2 separate regions of the Mus musculus genome follow, and region 2 is linked to region 1. The links are chromatin contacts, called in public HiChIP or PLAC-seq maps. All regions are on one chromosome and are shown on one strand. Each heading gives the region's core, a stretch centred on a gene start, on an enhancer-like site or on the middle of the called end of the contact. The rest is flanking DNA. Distances are from core to core; before and after follow the strand shown.

Region 1 (7,950 bases), core at 4,005-6,504:
TGTTTTGGCGGTCGCCTGGGTCTGTCTCTCCAAGGATTACTATAGGGGCCACGAGCAAAATGCCTTGGGAAGCCCCTATGTACTACCGGGGCCTGACGCTGATGACAGGGTGGGCGGAAGTTGGGCACAGGTGGCTGGGGATAAAAGCTAAAGTCGCCCTCAAAGGCATATCCAGTGTGGGTAGGTGGGGGGCTATCGGAATGGATATAGAATTCATCTGACTGGAAAACAGGGTCTGAGGAAAAATAGGAAACTTGAGGATAGAGTGGGAATGGGGGCATCTGCTGGGGCTGGGGCAGGGGACATCCTAGTAGGGGTGGGGGCCTTATGGGCAAGCCAGGGGATGGGAGAAGGGGAGGTGGTCTAAAAGGACAATGTGGAGAAGGGGCAAACACCTGAGGTCCTAGGTTGTCTTGGGGCTGCCTTTCCTCTACCTGGCCTGAACTTTCCCACGCCTCAAAATCAGGCTCCCATGAGTCTCTCTGGGGCAACTCCACACCCCATGCATCGGCCATGTGGGCCAGCAGCAGGTAGGAGAGCTTGCGGTGCGCATGCTCATTCCAGTGCACGCCATCTCCCTGCAGGTGCTTTCTGGCTTGCCGGAAGTGGAAATTTAAGTCCAGCACATCGAAATAGTGCTTTGTTGCTTCCGCATGGCTATAGAGATTGGCTTGGGTCACTTTCCTTTTCAGGGTGGCTACCGAGATCCGGGGGTACTGGCCCTTACACTTCTGTGGGAGGAAGGCCGCCTTGATCTTGTCACCCAAAGGCATAGCAGTGTTCCACACTAGCAGGCACGACTTGGGCAGCACCTGGTCCATGCGCCCAAACAAGTTTTCCAGGTTCTGCTTGTAGCTACTCAAGGAATTCCGCCCATACCTGGAGACGTCCCAGAGGCAAGAGTTCATAATGATCACATCTGGGGCGTGATTGCCGGATTGGAGCTCCTCTAGGACGCTCTCCATGTACTCAGAGTAGACCCGCGTGAGGAAGTAGAAGCGCACCAGATGGTGGTCAGAGCAGAACTCGCGCACCTCGCGGTAGTCCGTGCGGTTGTGCAGGGTATCCAGCTCGCCTCCCATCTTCAGCTGGTCCTTCTCAAAGCTCAGCTCCCCCTTGGTCCTGAGCTGCTTGTTAGTGAGCAGGCAATCCTTCTGCAGCAGGAGCACCAGGTCCTTGTACACCGCCCTATGCACAGAGTCCCCAAGGACGACCACAAACTTGTTGTGGAGTAGCTGCTGTACTTCGGAGGCCAACAGGCGGACCATGGTGCCTGCGGTGTGCCTCTTAGCTCCCTCTTTTGCACAAGCTGGGTCTGGGAACTGCTAGAACAGAAGAGAGAGCGCTGGGAGGGACTCACCCTTAGGCAGAGCAGCAAGCATTAAGAAAGATAGGGGAAGTACTGTAGGGAGCTGCCGCCTGAGGGTGCCGCCCTTCTCCCCCACCCCGACCCCCATGGCGAGGAGGGAGGAACACTGCAGGCTTCCCGAAGGCTGAGCCTGAGGGCTGGAAGGAGGAGGTAGGGAGGGGAGAGGGCAGGAGCAGGAAGCCCTCCTACATCTGCGATCTCATTTAACTATTGGGCACTCTGGGCTGCCCAGGCTCCAGCCAGCCAAGAGGCCAGCACCACCTGTAACCACTTAAGACAAATTAACATGCAGATGCGGTTGCTTACGTTTAGTTTCTGATGGGCCTCATAGTTCCCTGTCATCTCCACCAATTACCATTTCTTGAAGCTCAAACCATTTTTAATATGTTAATGATCCAAGCACTTGACTGGGGAGATGGAAGAACTGGGCAGGCTGCTCAAATCCCCAGAACGGACAAGCAGATCCCAGTTTACCTGTCAGCTTGCTTGCCTTGCCAAAATGGCAGGCTTCAGATTCAGTAAGAGAACCTATCTCAAAAAGTAAGGCCTTCGCCTTCATGCAGGCAGCCGTGCCTGGTGATGGCCCGTCTTTAATCCTAGCATTTGGGAGGCTGAGGCAGGCAGAACCCTCAGAGGCTAGCCATGTCTAGTCAGTTCCAGATGGGCCAATGCTACATGGGGAAGCTTGTCTCAATGAACAAATGAATGTGAAGAAAGAGACTCAGAAGAGGAAGACACGCCTCTGGCTCAGAAAGACAAATATTACATCTCCTCTAAAGTAAATAAATAGCTGGGCAGTGGTGGCGCACACCTTTAATCCCAGCACTTGGGAGGCAGAGGCAGGTGGATTTCTGAGTTCAAGGCCAGCCTGGTCTAGGGAGCGAGTTCCAGGACAGCCAGGGCTACACTGAGAAACTCTGTCTCGAAAAAACAAAAAACAAAGCAAAACAAAAAAGAAAACAAATAAATAGGAAGATTCGTTTGAGTGCATGCGCCTGTGCACACACCACCCTGCAATGCCACCCACACACCTATAATTAATTAAAGGACTCTTGTAGATGTAAAACAGAGAGCTCTAGTTTGAGTCCTCTTTGTTCACAACCAAAGGGAAAACTCTAATGATGTACAGTGTCTCACCTTTGTCCTAAGGGTGTTGTGGGTTTTTTTGGGGCGGAGGGAGAAGTGGGGGGTGGGAAACATAAATATCAAACTTGAAACCTGCATGTCCCCAGGGACTGAGCTAAGTAGAGAAAAGGTCTTGCCTTACTAAACACTTTGGATGAAATGCTGACAGATGTGGGACTCAAAACCTCAAAGTTAAAGTGCGATGGTACACGCCCTTAATCCCAGGGCAGCAGAAGCAGAGGCAGGAGGAGCTCTGTGAGTTCAAGGCCAGCCTGGTTTACATAGCCAGTTCCAGGTCAGTCATGGCTTGTTACAGGACTGTCTCCAAACACACAAAAACTGCAAGTTACCTTCATTCGACTTGCCATCTAGGATTCTTCTCTTGAGACAATTAAGAGGTAGAAACACACTTCATACTATCAACAAACTGACCAGGAGGGGCACAGAATTCACTTCAGGTACTTTGTGTCGGCTACTTGAGAATGGCAAGATCATATAAGCCGTAAGCATGTTAAGGATAGCTGGCATGACACTGTAAATCATTATTTTCTGAGAAAGGTTTTGCTGTATATTCCAGGCTGGCCTCGAACCCCCAATCTTACCATCTTGGCCTCTGGGAGCTGGTGTTAGAAGTATGCACCACTACATCTGAAACTTCTGGGTCTTACTAGGTGGCCCCTCCTGGAATTCACTATATAGACTAGGCTGGCCTTAAAGAACTCAAAGAGATCGGCTGCCTCTGCCTCTCAAGTGTGTTGGTATTAAAGGAAAGAGACAACAGGGCCCAACTAACAAATTAAAATGTTAAGGCTATGCAGCTTGTGGTTTTAAGTGGTCCCAAGTATCAATTAAGAAAATAGGGAGAACAGTGAGTTCTCATAGAACAGGTGAAAACACTCACCTGTCTTTACCCATTAATCACGTAAACATTGTAATCAAAAAAAGTTTTGCAGGGAGCCTTTATTCCCAGCACTTGACAGACAGGCAGGTATCTATGAGTTAGAGGCCAGCCTGGTCTACTTAGTGAGCTCTGGGGACAGCCAAGGTTACGCAAAGAGACCCTGTCTCAACAAATTCAAAAAGAAAGATCAACAACATCAGCTCATCATCACGAGGCAGCAAATGAGGCGTTAATGAGGAATCGCACACACAGGGCTGCAGATGCTGCTCGGCTGACAGTGCTCACGGAGAACACGCAGAGCCAAGAGTTGGATCCCGTTACCACATCACCAGGGGTGGAGGCAGAAGCTGCAATCTCAGGGCTTGGGAGGTAGAGAGGTAGGAAGATCAGAAGTTCAGGGTCATCTGTGGCTACAGAGTGAGTCTGAAGCCAGCCTGGTGAACATGAGACACTGTCTCAAAAGACACATACAAGCAAGTCAACAAACAAAAAACCCAAACAAACAAAAACAACAGAGAGAAAGAAAGAAAAGGGGAAAAAAAACAAAACAAAACCTGAGTTAAACGTTATTTGTCCTCTTAGCTCACAATCACTGAGAAACTGGGCTTGGTAGTATATCATAGGACTATGTAATGCTAGCTCTTGGAAGCAGGAGGATAACCCTAAGCTCTTAGACCAGCCTGGTCTACATAGTAAGACCTTTTCTTAAAATACCAAAAAGGAAAAGGAGGTAGGGGGAGGAAGGTCACTGATAATTGTAATATAAGCCAGGTGCGGTGGTGCAAACAAACCTGTAATACAATACGGGAGGATCAGTGGTTCAAGGCCAGCCTCAGACATAAACATACCAGATGACACTTCTTTGGAACCAAGATACCATGGGGGGTAGGGGGGCGGGCAGGACAGGCTCTGCTTGCTGAGGCTAAGTTCCTTAGCCTCTCTGTGAAACAGCACTACAGGACTCACATTGACTTGATTAAGTGGGGATTAAGTGTTGCGTACACAGATATTGTTTATTCTCCTAAGTCTGCAGGTCTTCACGGAGACCCGAGTGTCAGATCCCGAGGCTGGAGTTCCAGGCAGTTGTGAGCAGCCTGATGTGGGGAGGTGCTGGGCTCTGAACAGCGGGGCTCTCAACCTGAGCAAACTCTTCAGCCAGGACGTACTTAAAAACAACCCTGCCAAGATTGATTCTCAGAGAGCAAGCTACAACAGAAGAGCAGTTTAACCACGTGCAAAGAGAGAAGAAACTGTTCATCTGCCATCGGGGGTTCTACAAGACCAGCGGAGGCGATGGCAGGCAAGGGTTTTGAACATATGCTGGTATTCACAGAATGGCTCTTGGGTGACCTACAGAAAGCATCATTCTCTCCAGTCCTAATCTATAGGAAAGGTTATAGAGAGATTGGAACTAAGATTTACTCATTTTATTCCTAGGGAGCTAACTACCCAGAGCGGATGGTTGTGTGTACCTGGGGGCGGGGCTGGAGAGAATAAATATACCAAATCTCGTCACTCATTTTCAAGCTTGAGACACCAATATTGAACAAGGTGTTAGCATAACCCAGGAAGACGAAATACCGCAGGTTGCGACTTCCCTGTGGGAAAGGGTGGCTCCCGGTATCTTCACCAGGGCACCTTGGACCACACGCTGCTCCCAAGGATCAGGGCCAAGTCAAACAGAGTCTACAAGAATTCTCCATTGTCCTGGGGGGGCGGGGGGGGGGGGAGAAGGGGCAGATGGCATGGAGGAGGGAGAAAAGGAAGCATCCCAGTGAGCAACTGAAACCAAAACTCAGAGAGGAGGAGGCAACAACCGGACCAAGCCAGACACCCTCTGCCCCCGTGAGCCAGAACAGGCTCCGCAGGAAGGGCACTCACTCCATACATACAGCAAAACCTAAATGCCGCTTTTAGTGGACAGAGAGAACAGTCAGAAAAAGGGTGAATCATCTCAGGCGGTTAACAAAGACCAACCGGGAACTTCCAGTTCCGGGTCTTATTTATAAGAACTGAAACAAAAACAAAAACAAAAGGGATTTGCATACAGGCAGGTTAGAGACATTTGCTAAACTCCCTTAGTAGTTTTTGGATGCTACTTTACGGACTCACATAATGAGAAGGGAACACACAGTGGGTCAGCTGTTGTCTCAGCCGGTGTGGTGGTCAAACACCTATAATTCCAGCACAAGGCGCCAAGGATGAATTTTACCCCAAAAGACTAAAATGAGTTGGCCTCTTCCCTGCAGGGGAGAGATAAGAAAAAGGCTGCCAAGGACAGATAAGGTGGGAGCTGGTCCTACAGAGATTGTGCACAAGTGCCCAAGGCTGTCTGAGGAGAGGGCGGGGTTGGAGGCAGAGGGGTACAAGACTGTCATGGCCACCTTCAATTCCACTCTTAAAATGTGGCCTGCTTCCCCAAATCCTAATTACTTTCTGTTTTGCTGCAAGATCTGGGGCTGTAATGCTGTGGGAGCAATATGCATTAATGATGGCTACTGCTATAAAATAAAAAAAGACTTTCAAAGAACTTGCTTGTATTTCTCAATTTGGGGATGATTAATTTTTCAGTAGCTTCATAAGGCATAAATTATAAATCTTTGACTGTTACTTCATAGCTATCCCAAGCCAAACCCAGAGCATTTATTTTTCATTAATCAATGTTTTGTAATAATTAGGTTAGTTTTGGAAGACTGACAATGAACTAGGCCAGTTGCCCTAGGGATAGGACAGAGGTCTTAAATCATACAGACAGACCTGACAAAGGGGTGCTGCCTGCCTGGGCTTCCTGCAGGAAAAACAGGTAAGGAGTTTAATAATTTCATGCATCTGACTAAATACCTACTGTGACATTATACTAGGATTAGAAATAGCTCCTTTCTGTTTAAAGGCATTTTGGGAGAATCTAATTTATTATCTATCTATCAATCCTATCTATCCATCCATCTATCTAGTTTTTTTAAGACTGGGTCGCACTACGTAGCCTGGAACTCAACGATGTTTAGATCAGGTTGGCCTTGACCATGGGAGACCTGCCTGCCTCTGCATCCTGAATGCCGAGATTTAAACATACCCATCTCAAATCAGTACTTTTGACTTTTCCAAGATCTCTTTCAATGTTAAGGCATTGCATGTATAGACAAGAAAATACTTATTTCTAAGGGTACTCACATACTCAACTTTCCTATGTTCTGGTATTAGTTTAAAGTTGAACTAAATTTGTCAAAAAAAAAAAAAAAAATCCATGGCCTATAATGGGCCTACATTAGATTGGACCAGGCCTACTAAGACAATTAAGGATCCTAGGGTGGTCCACAAAGCCTGCCTGCCTTCCAACTACTGGCTATGGGTATTCTGGGGGAGGGGCAGTCACTGGACCCTGAACTGGGAATTCACCAAACTTTTGATTTGAGGTAAGTAAGTTAATATCCGCCAAAAATTAAAGAAACAATATTTTAAAGGTGGCCTTAGGGTCACATCAAATACATAAAAGTCCTGTGAAGAATGTGGTTACATGTGGTTATAAAGAAACCACTGCTGGGGAACCGCTGGCAGGACCCAGTCTCCTCCTCCCAGGTGGCGCTACCTGCTTACCAGGCCTCAGCCCTTTGGTCTAATTATTAAAAAAAAAAAAAAAACTAGTTTCCAGTGTGTGTCAGGGCCTTGACAGCTGTCACCTTGCACATTTAACCTGGTTGACACTTGTGACATAAATGGAAATTTGAACCAGGAAGATGCCTGCCTGCCCTTCAAAGTGTGTTCCAGGTGACCTCAAGTACTGCTTAGGCAAGAGTTGAGATGGCCTTGCTGGCCTGTGGCTTTATGATCCCTCACACTAATGCCTAATACTACGATTCTTTTGAAAAAAAAAAAAAATCGATTACATGTTTACAAATTACAAGCTTAAAAACTCTTACAGCAGTTAGAGCCTGGCCCAGTCTACAGAGTGAGTTCCCGGATAGACAGGGCTACACAGTAACGCCCTCCCTCGAAAAATCAAAAACAAAACCACCCAAAACAAAAACCGACCGTTTCATATGGGCTATATAAAGAAATGTAAGGAATAAATTTAAGAGTGAGATGGAAACCCCTAACACTTGCTATGCAGACACTTTTTAGGGAAAAATAGAATCTTTTTGGACAATTTGGAGTGTCTTTTAATTTTTTTGAGAACTGTCTCTTTGTAGCCCTGACTGGCCTAGAACTCGGGGAGAATTCCTGCCTCTGCCTCCCGAGGGCTGAGATTCAAGGTGTGCACACCGCCGTGGATCTTTTAAACAATTCGTGAGAATTTCATTTCAACCGCATACAGCGATGCGAATTTTAACCTCACCATCTCGATTCGTCACTTCAAGTTCCACTATAATCTGTCTAACAGGGGAAGGAAAATGCTCCAAGAAACAGCAGTGCCATACTGGTCTCAGTCTGGAAACTCATTTCTCTGAGCCTCGGTTTCCCCTCCAGTAACAGAGGGGATGAGAGGAGACCCGGTGTCTCAAAGGCCTAGTCACGCCTGTGGGACACCGGGCCCCTTTCCAACTCCAGTACAGCAAGC
Region 2 (7,950 bases), core at 3,821-6,320, 150 kb before region 1:
GCTTTGGACCTGAAGGAGGTATGCTGACCCATTTCACCATCACTGTAAGTAGAGGACGAGATGGCTGAAGGCCTTGAATGCTGTGCATATTTTCAAGAAGATGCTGGTTACTGTTCAGAAGTAAGAGTCGATACAAAAAAAGGTCAAAAGCACAGGGCAATTCCTTGCCACCTGTGTCTCATTCGATTTCTCCATATTAGAATTAACTGGGAAACGACGATTGATGTCCTTACAAAACAGATCCTCACAGGAAAGGGAAGAATACAAGTAACAAGCCTACAAAATTATTATCCAAGTATGGTTTGGCAATTAGTGCCATTTGTGAGAGTGAGTGAACCTTCTTGAGTGTTTTGAATATCTTTTAAATTTTTAAAATATTTTTTAAATAAATAGATGAGTTGATTTTTTTAAAAGATTTATCTATTTATTTCATGTATGTGAGTACACTGTCACTGTCTTCAGACACACACTAGAAGAGGGCATCAGATGCCCATTACAGATGGTTGTGAGCCACCATGTGGTTGCTGAGAATTGAACTCGGGATCTCTAGAAGAGCAGTCACTGCTCTTAACCACTGAGCCATCTCTCCAGCCCATATTTTAATATTTTTTTCATTCACTGAGAACCTCCCCAGGGTAAATAACATTTCACAACCTCCCTTGACCTCCAGGGTGCAGATATGCCCATCACCTTTGCTGGCCAGATTCATGGGGCTGTGATTTAGAGGCAAGCTTTTTGAGAGACTGGCAGAACATGGCGGCACACAAGTTGCTGGTTAGGAGTGGCCAACACAGGGAATTTCCAGGGCTGGAAGTGCTAGAGGTGTGCCCTCTGTCATAGCAAGGGTGGGGTGATTCTAGAGTTGGTAATAGCAGCGACATCACTGCCTGCCAGGCCTGTGGGCTGGAGCTAGGACTCTAATTGGTAATTTAGGAAACGGTTCCTCTAGGATGTTGAGTGATTCTGTGAGCTTTCTAGAATATCCTTTAGTGAACGTATTTTATGTCAGCTCGATGGAGTGAATTCCGTTGTCTGCAAGCACTCAGACCCGCACAGACTGCAAAGCAGAGCAGGAGCTCATTGCTCTGTGTTGCCACGTTTTCTTAAACTATCCATGTTTTCTCATTTCAGCTACGATCCTGGCTACGCTGACAGTAAACAGAAGATGACTGCTGATTTTACCTTGCAGAGTGTGAAAGGAGGAGAGGAAGGAATGCACGTGTGGCTTGTGTTAGTCAAGCAGGAGAGGCTGAGGGAGGAAGTTTACTTCAGGGCATTGCTGATACTGTCTGCTTCTGTCTGTCCACCCCAGAGAATTCATTCTCTCTCTCTCTCTCTCTCTCTCTCTCTCTCTCTCTCTCTCTCTCTCTCTCTCTCTCTCTCTCTCCATCTCTCTTCTTGTTGTTCTTGTTCTTGTTGTTCTTGTTGTTCTTGTTCTTGTTGTTCTTGTTCTTCTTCTTCTTCCTCCTCCTCTTCTTCCTCTTCTTCTTCTTCTTCTTCTTCTACTTCTTCCTCTTCCTCCTCCTCTTCCTCCTCTTCTTCTTCCTCTTCCTCTTCCTCCTCCTCTTCTTCCTCCTCCTCCTCCCCCCTTCTTCTTCCTCTTCCTCCTCCTCCTCTTCCTCCTCTTCCTCCTCCTCCTCCTCCTCCTCCTCCTCCTCCTCCTCCTCTTCTTCTTCTTCTTCTTCTTCTTCTTCTTCTTCTTCTTCTTCTTTTCCTCCTTCTCCTTCTTTTCTTGTCTCTCTCTTCTTTGTCTCTTCTCTGTCTCTCTGTCTCTCTGTAGTTATAACTTAAAGGTTTTAGACTGCAGTTATTAAAGACAAATTCCTTAAGATATAGAATACAAAAAGAAATTAACTCCTTATAAAAGAGTATATCAGATTCTACTCTACCCAGGGCTTGCTAAACTTTTTCTACTTTTAACCCTGTTATCCTGAGATAACTTACTTTAAAACAAAACAAAATGAAACAAGCCAAAAAAGCCAAAAAAACATGTCTGAGTATTTTGTCGGCATGCATGTCTGTGTACCACGTAGATACCTGATTCCTAAGAAGCCAGAAGAGAGTGTCAAATTCCCTGGAACTGATTTTTAAAGAATTTATAACGTGAAATCGTGCACAATAGGAGTTATTTACACTGTTGATATCAACAAACACTCTAGTTCTGTTTTTCTCAGAGAGCCAGCTTACTGACACACTGAGGCCTTAAATTCCGAGTCCTGGGCATGAACATCTACAGAGTTAAGTCCAAGATGGACCCCTGCATTGCTGCTGCAAGGAGGTGTGAGGAGATAGGGAGACTGAGTGACCTTCTAAGCTGTGTTTGGGAAAGAGCCTCTCTCTTACCAAGAAAGGAACAATTGGGAGATCCCCCTGCCTCGCTGCAAGGACGGAGGATGTCAGTGCTCAATAATTTTCTCAGATTGAAACCTCTGCAGTGTGTGAAGGGCTTCCTACACTCATGCCTGCTTCCTATAACAAGTATCCTGTGCATTTTCTCTCCCTTCCTCTTTATTTTCCTTCTCTTCCCCAGTTTTGCCACACGTTCAGTCTTTCCTTTTTTCATTTTAAGTGTGCGCTCAAATCCCTGCCACGACAAAAATGCGCTCTCCATAAAGTCTGTCCCTGAGTTATAAGAGCTATGGTGTCCTGTCATCTCAGAGGTTTCAACTTTGTTTTTAACTTGTACTTTTGGAGTTTTATTTTAAGAGTAGAGTTGTTTCGCCTGTATGTATGTTTGTGCACCACATGTATGCAGTGCTCACAGAGGCCAGAAGAGGGCGTCAGATCCCTGGGCTGCCATGTGGGCGTGGGACATTGAACTCCAGGTGGACGGTGCTTTTAACCATGGAACCAGCTCTCAGCCCCGTTCCAGCGTTAATCTGACAACTGTCCTGTTCCCTGTTGAGGGAATAACTGCGCAGAATCGTTACTGCTTTAAACTATCCGTATTTTCGTGCTTTTTGAGAGAGAAAGAGTAAAATGCACACGAATACTTGAAACAAAGATAGACTTCTTATTAAGACATTAAAGCTCTTCCATCCATCATGTTAACTAGATGCTGTCTAGAATAATTTTTCTCAAGTAGAAAATCTTCTGAGAGAGAGGAGATGAGTAGCAGCTATTATTATTTTCCCCTCCTAATTCTCCTAAGCATTAGGTGTAACGGGGCCTGGCTAATCGGCTGAAGGGTAACAAAGAGAGCACCCAAGGTCCTTATGTAGTAGCTACGTTTTATACTAGCTAGGGATTACTTGCAGTCTAGGACTCCCATGAAGAAGATCAATGCTTGGTGACAGATATTTCATGGTGAAACATTTTTCATGTGGGTCCTGTTTAATTCTTCGAGCTTTGTATTCATCTGTCTGTGCATATAACTGGAGGGGACCAAAACTCACATTGGAAATTAGGAATATTTGTCATGTGTATACAAGTTTAATTTTTTTTTTCCTGGTGACTCTTGTCTCAGCGAAGACAACTCATTCTTAATTTAAGAAGGCCTGAAAATCTTTCTGCCAGCAGCGCTGGTTTGAACGTTTGGATGCAGTGAGCATGGCAGATTCCATGGTAGCTGTGGGGGCATCAGGCTGGACTCTGGCTCCAGTAGGTTCAGTGACCCAGCTATGTCTTCTCAGTTTATTCAGTGTTTGGAAAATGAGGCTCCATCTTGAAGTCCTTTGCATTCCCTTCCTACTTAAAGATTTGCATCCTAATTACGAAGTCTACTCTTATCTCAGAGTTGAAAAACAGAACTTAATCATTTGTTCTCCAGCTGGGCACCAGTGAACCCTGGGCAAGCAAACCACAGGAAAATAGCCAGACACGGGCGCCCAGTTCACACCTGCCCAGTGCACACCTGCAGTACAGAAATCCCCTCCTCTGTCTGAGCTCGATGAGTAAATCCTTGTTTTTGTAACAGTGACTGACTTGGGAATATGATCTCCATGGAAACTGCTGCCTGGGTGAACCCTTCCGTTGCATTTGAGCATCTATTCCGCATTTGCATGCCATCTTCATTGATGGGACAGGTAGATCTTCCCAGTTGTCAGATTGCAAGCCAAATCCTAAATTAGGTGCAACACCTGAATGAACACAGCAGCGGAGGAAAGGAGACAGGGTTGCCATGGCAACCAGGAAATGTCATGGCTTCCCACAAACGTTATTTCAACTGTCATTGTGAATTTCCACAAATAAGTAGTTCTTATACTTTTCAACTCTGGATAGAAATGAAGTGACATTCTGGGTTTTTCCTTAAAGGTTTAAGATATCTGTGGTTGTGTTTCTTCTTCCGCTATACCCCAAACCCATAGCTATCCACCTGATAGTTCAGAAATACAGCAGCCTTTCAAAGGCTCCGTGGCCTCTTTCTTCTTATCATGCTTATTTATGGTGTGTGTGTGTGTGTGTGTGTGTGTGTGTGTGTGTGTGCACGCGCGCGCGCTCGCGCACGCGTGTGCATATGTGCTGAACACTTACATGACGGGCAGAGGACACGTTGTAACAACTGTTTCCTTCAACCACGCAGGTCCTGGTGTTCTCAGAATCACGGGTCCCCCTCATCTCCACTCCAGAACAGTTGTGGGGAGCTGGGTCTGCAAGGAGGAAGTCCAAAATCTTCTGCTATTTAAACTTCCAGCTTCCAAACAGGACTCTGTAAGCTAGTTTTTAAAGATGACTTAAAAATAAACAGAAGTGAATAGAAGTTTCCCAAAGGCTCACTGATCCCAGTAACTTATGCTCCTGGGAAGGGCTTCCGCCTGGTCTCCAAATCAAGGGGGTACACTGTGTTACATGTGTTGTCGTTCCTTCCAGCCTCCAGTGTACCAAAGTTCTAGAGACTCACCATGGAGAATGGTGGAGTAGTGGACCCTGAGCATCTTCTGATGGGTTGTCTAGAACTGCCAACCCAACAAGATGGATCTTCTCGGGCAACTTGATATGACTGAGAGAACTTAAAAACAGAGCAACTGTGGTCTGGTTTGGAAATTTCAGGCAGAAATATAACTTGTTATAAACCAGGGGGGTGGGGTGGGGAGAGAGTGTTGAAATGACTCGTGACTGTGAGCCAGGGGTGGTTTGGACTTTCTGTCTCATAGGCAATTTCGATGTCTTCCAGAAATGCCTGCCCCACTTCTCATGGTGGAGTGCTCCCCATGTTCTGACAAGAAGAACGCTCTGCAATGAAGCATATGCCGTCCCTGCTCTCCAGGAAGGCTGGAGATGAAAAGAGCAAGCAGGCATACACATTGTTTTTTTAATGTGCACGTATGTGTGTAAATTTAGAGCCGTGTGAGCCTCTAAATTTACCCGGTGCTTGCTCAACATTCCGTTTCCTGTGTGAATTCATTCTTAGGTTGGAAGCAACTTCATTATCAACACATTCAGATTAATTCCTGAGTCACGCCTGGCTTTTCCTCTTGGAAGCAAATCACTAAGTCTTTCGAGAGCTGCCTGCCGTTGGACCATTTTTCAGTCCAAGTGTTCCAGGATAAGATGGCCTATGAAGGGCAACTGCAGTGACTCCACCTCTGATGTATTACCTGGGCTGAGAACCCCAAATCACACAGGGAAAGAAAACCATCACAACTCAACAGAACCACCACCACCTGATAAGCGTCTGCTGGGTTCTAGCCATTGTCGCAGCATTAACCTTCTGCACCCAGTGTAGCAACACTGGGACTTTGATTTTACCTTGAGATGGTAGAACTTGTCTTAGAGATTAATTTTCACAGGTCTCACACACAGCCTTCATTTAGTGCTGAGGCTAAGACGTGAACCCGAGCAAGTCAGGCAGATTCTTCAGCCAGCTTTGTACTGAGCTATGGTATGCTATTGCCAGTTAGCAAACCGTGTGGTGTGGTATGGCTTTGCTTGTACCTGTGAGGTTACCATTTTTTAATGCTTATGTTCGAATAGATTGTACGTTATTGTCAAGGCAGTGAGAATCTTTCATAATACATATACACAGAGGTCAGAGGGTGGCTTGTTGGCAGTTGGTTCTCTCAACCATTTAATCCTTGGAATGAAACTTTAGGTCCTCAGGGTTAACAACTGGTGGCCTTACCCACTGAGCCATTACACACACACACACACACACACACACACACAGAGAGAGCCTCCAGCGATCCATGTCAAGTTCGATCCCCAGGGTGGGGCATTTCTTTGAAAATGCAAACACTGTTATATTTCACTCTCATTTAAAACTATGTAAGACTCTTGTGTTACCCATAAACTGTAAATATAACCCTAACTCCTTAATCCCTTTGTAAAGCCATTTACACTAGGGATTTAACTGCCCCGAAAGGAGCAAGGAGTGCTCTCTCTCACATACACCCTGAGATAAAAACTCCAGTGAATCCTGGCTACAGTGCCCCGCCCCCTTTCCTTAAGCCACGCCCCTTTCCTTACAGTTGCTCTTTGGCTGTCAGCTCTTGTTAGCTGCGATGCTCTGCCCCACCTGGCTCTGCAAGCCTTGTCAATACTCAGGTCTTTTCGAGAGATGTCTCTGCAAGTCTTCCTGACCCGCCCTGAACAGGCTGGGTAGCGTCTAGTCTATTTCCCTTGCCACGTGGAACTGTCATGGAAGCCTCATTTGCATCTCAGCTGATTTTGATTCGAGCTGTGATTAAACCAGGAATCCCTTGAGACCAGACAGCATGTGTTTTCTGTCTAGTGTACCCAGGACTGTGTGCCACATGGGTTCTCAGCAGGAGTTAATACCTATGCACTCAAACTACAGGCCTCAGAGAAGTTTGTGTTGATGGCACTTCTCGAATCTTCTGTCTTCTCTGCACCTCTTATTTGTCTCTCTTCTCTCTCTCTCTCTCTCTCTCTCTCTCTCTCTCTCTCTCTCATCTCATCTCATCTCTGTTTCTGCCTCTTTTTTGGGGGCCTGTACAAAAAGTTAGAACTCACTGCTCACCTGGCAGTTACCTGCATGTTCTGGGGAACACACCGTCCAAATACAAAATGACTCATCAGAGACCATTTCCAACCATTTCCTTTAGGGGCTCAGAGCCATGAGTCACACAGCCAGCTCTCCACAGTAGGGAAGAAAAATCCCATTTGTTAGGAGCCCAGAGATATATCACTTCAACTGAATTAACTCAGAATTCTTCACAGTTCCCAGAGCCACTGAATGTACCTTGAGACAGAAGAAACTTACTCTGTGAGGGTGCCACATTCTTATTAATTTAGTTTTTAAAGACAGTGTCTTATATAATCCAGGTATAACCTCTCTTGGAGGAGACATGCGGGAAGAAAAGAGAGGAGACTGTATGATGTTGAAGCTAAAATTATTTGTTGTGGCGATTTCTGGGCCACACTACAAAGTCAGGCTCTGATGTTTAAGCACATAAAGATTACTTTAATAATTCTTTATTCTTCTGCAAAGAAGAAAGAGAGAGAGAGAGAGGGAGAGGGAGAGAGAGAGAGAGAGAGGAAGGAAGGAAGGAAGGAAGGAAGGAAGGAAGGAAGGAAGGAAGAAAAGACTAACAAGAACAGAGAATTTTGTAAGTGGGCAGTCTTTGCCTGTCAAAAATTGACCTTTGAGAGGTGAACTATTCTGAGTTCTCCCTCAGTTCCATAAGGGCTAAATGAAACAAGACAGAAAAATGAGAATCCTCTCTGTGCTCAGAAACCTAGAGAACAGACCCCTCTATTTCCCCATGTGGAGCCTCTGACCCACTCATAGCTTCTGGAAAGCTCCAAACTGCCCAGTGCTCCCCTGCCTACAGTGAACCATTAGTCTTCTGAACTTTCCAAAGGCTCCCCAAAGTGACCAGCCAAATACGCGAGCCTGTGGGGGAATGCCTTACACTCAAACCATAGCATTCCATCCCTGGCCCCGGCGGGCTGCAGAGCAGCTCCGAATGCAAAAATACTTCCACGGGACTTCAGAACGCCCTCCATCTTAAGGTTGCCACGGCAAAGATATCTAAGGTCTCTTTTGAG

The links. HiChIP or PLAC-seq counts read pairs in DNA pulled down with a chosen protein or histone mark.
Region 2: a contact with region 1 is called in an H3K4me3 HiChIP or PLAC-seq map of bone marrow-derived macrophages, with 2.9 times the contacts expected there. The contact joins two enhancer-like sites. A contact is called at or near these places in 6 of 115 datasets of contacts at active chromatin or transcription factors (bone marrow-derived macrophages, embryonic stem cells, large pre-B cells and 2 more).

Annotation. Positions count from the first base shown.
Region 1 is chr15:97,377,400-97,385,349 of GRCm38.p6, reverse strand. It overlaps Pced1b (PC-esterase domain containing 1B), which reads right to left. Exons shown (of 6, transcript NM_172293.4): 6 at 1-1,322. The coding sequence starts at 1,268. Among named protein-coding and RNA genes, the nearest start is that of Gm33325, 24 kb to the right of the region's middle. Within about 2 kb of position 5,254, at least 55 of the 459 cell types and tissues checked have an H3K27ac peak or open chromatin away from gene starts, as enhancers often do. A contact at or near this core is called in bone marrow-derived macrophages, where this site is marked.
Region 2 is chr15:97,531,176-97,539,125 of GRCm38.p6, reverse strand. No RefSeq gene overlaps it. Among named protein-coding and RNA genes, the nearest start is that of Gm41394, 85 kb to the left of the region's middle. Within about 2 kb of position 5,070, at least 14 of the 459 cell types and tissues checked have an H3K27ac peak or open chromatin away from gene starts, as enhancers often do. A contact at or near this core is called in bone marrow-derived macrophages, where this site is marked.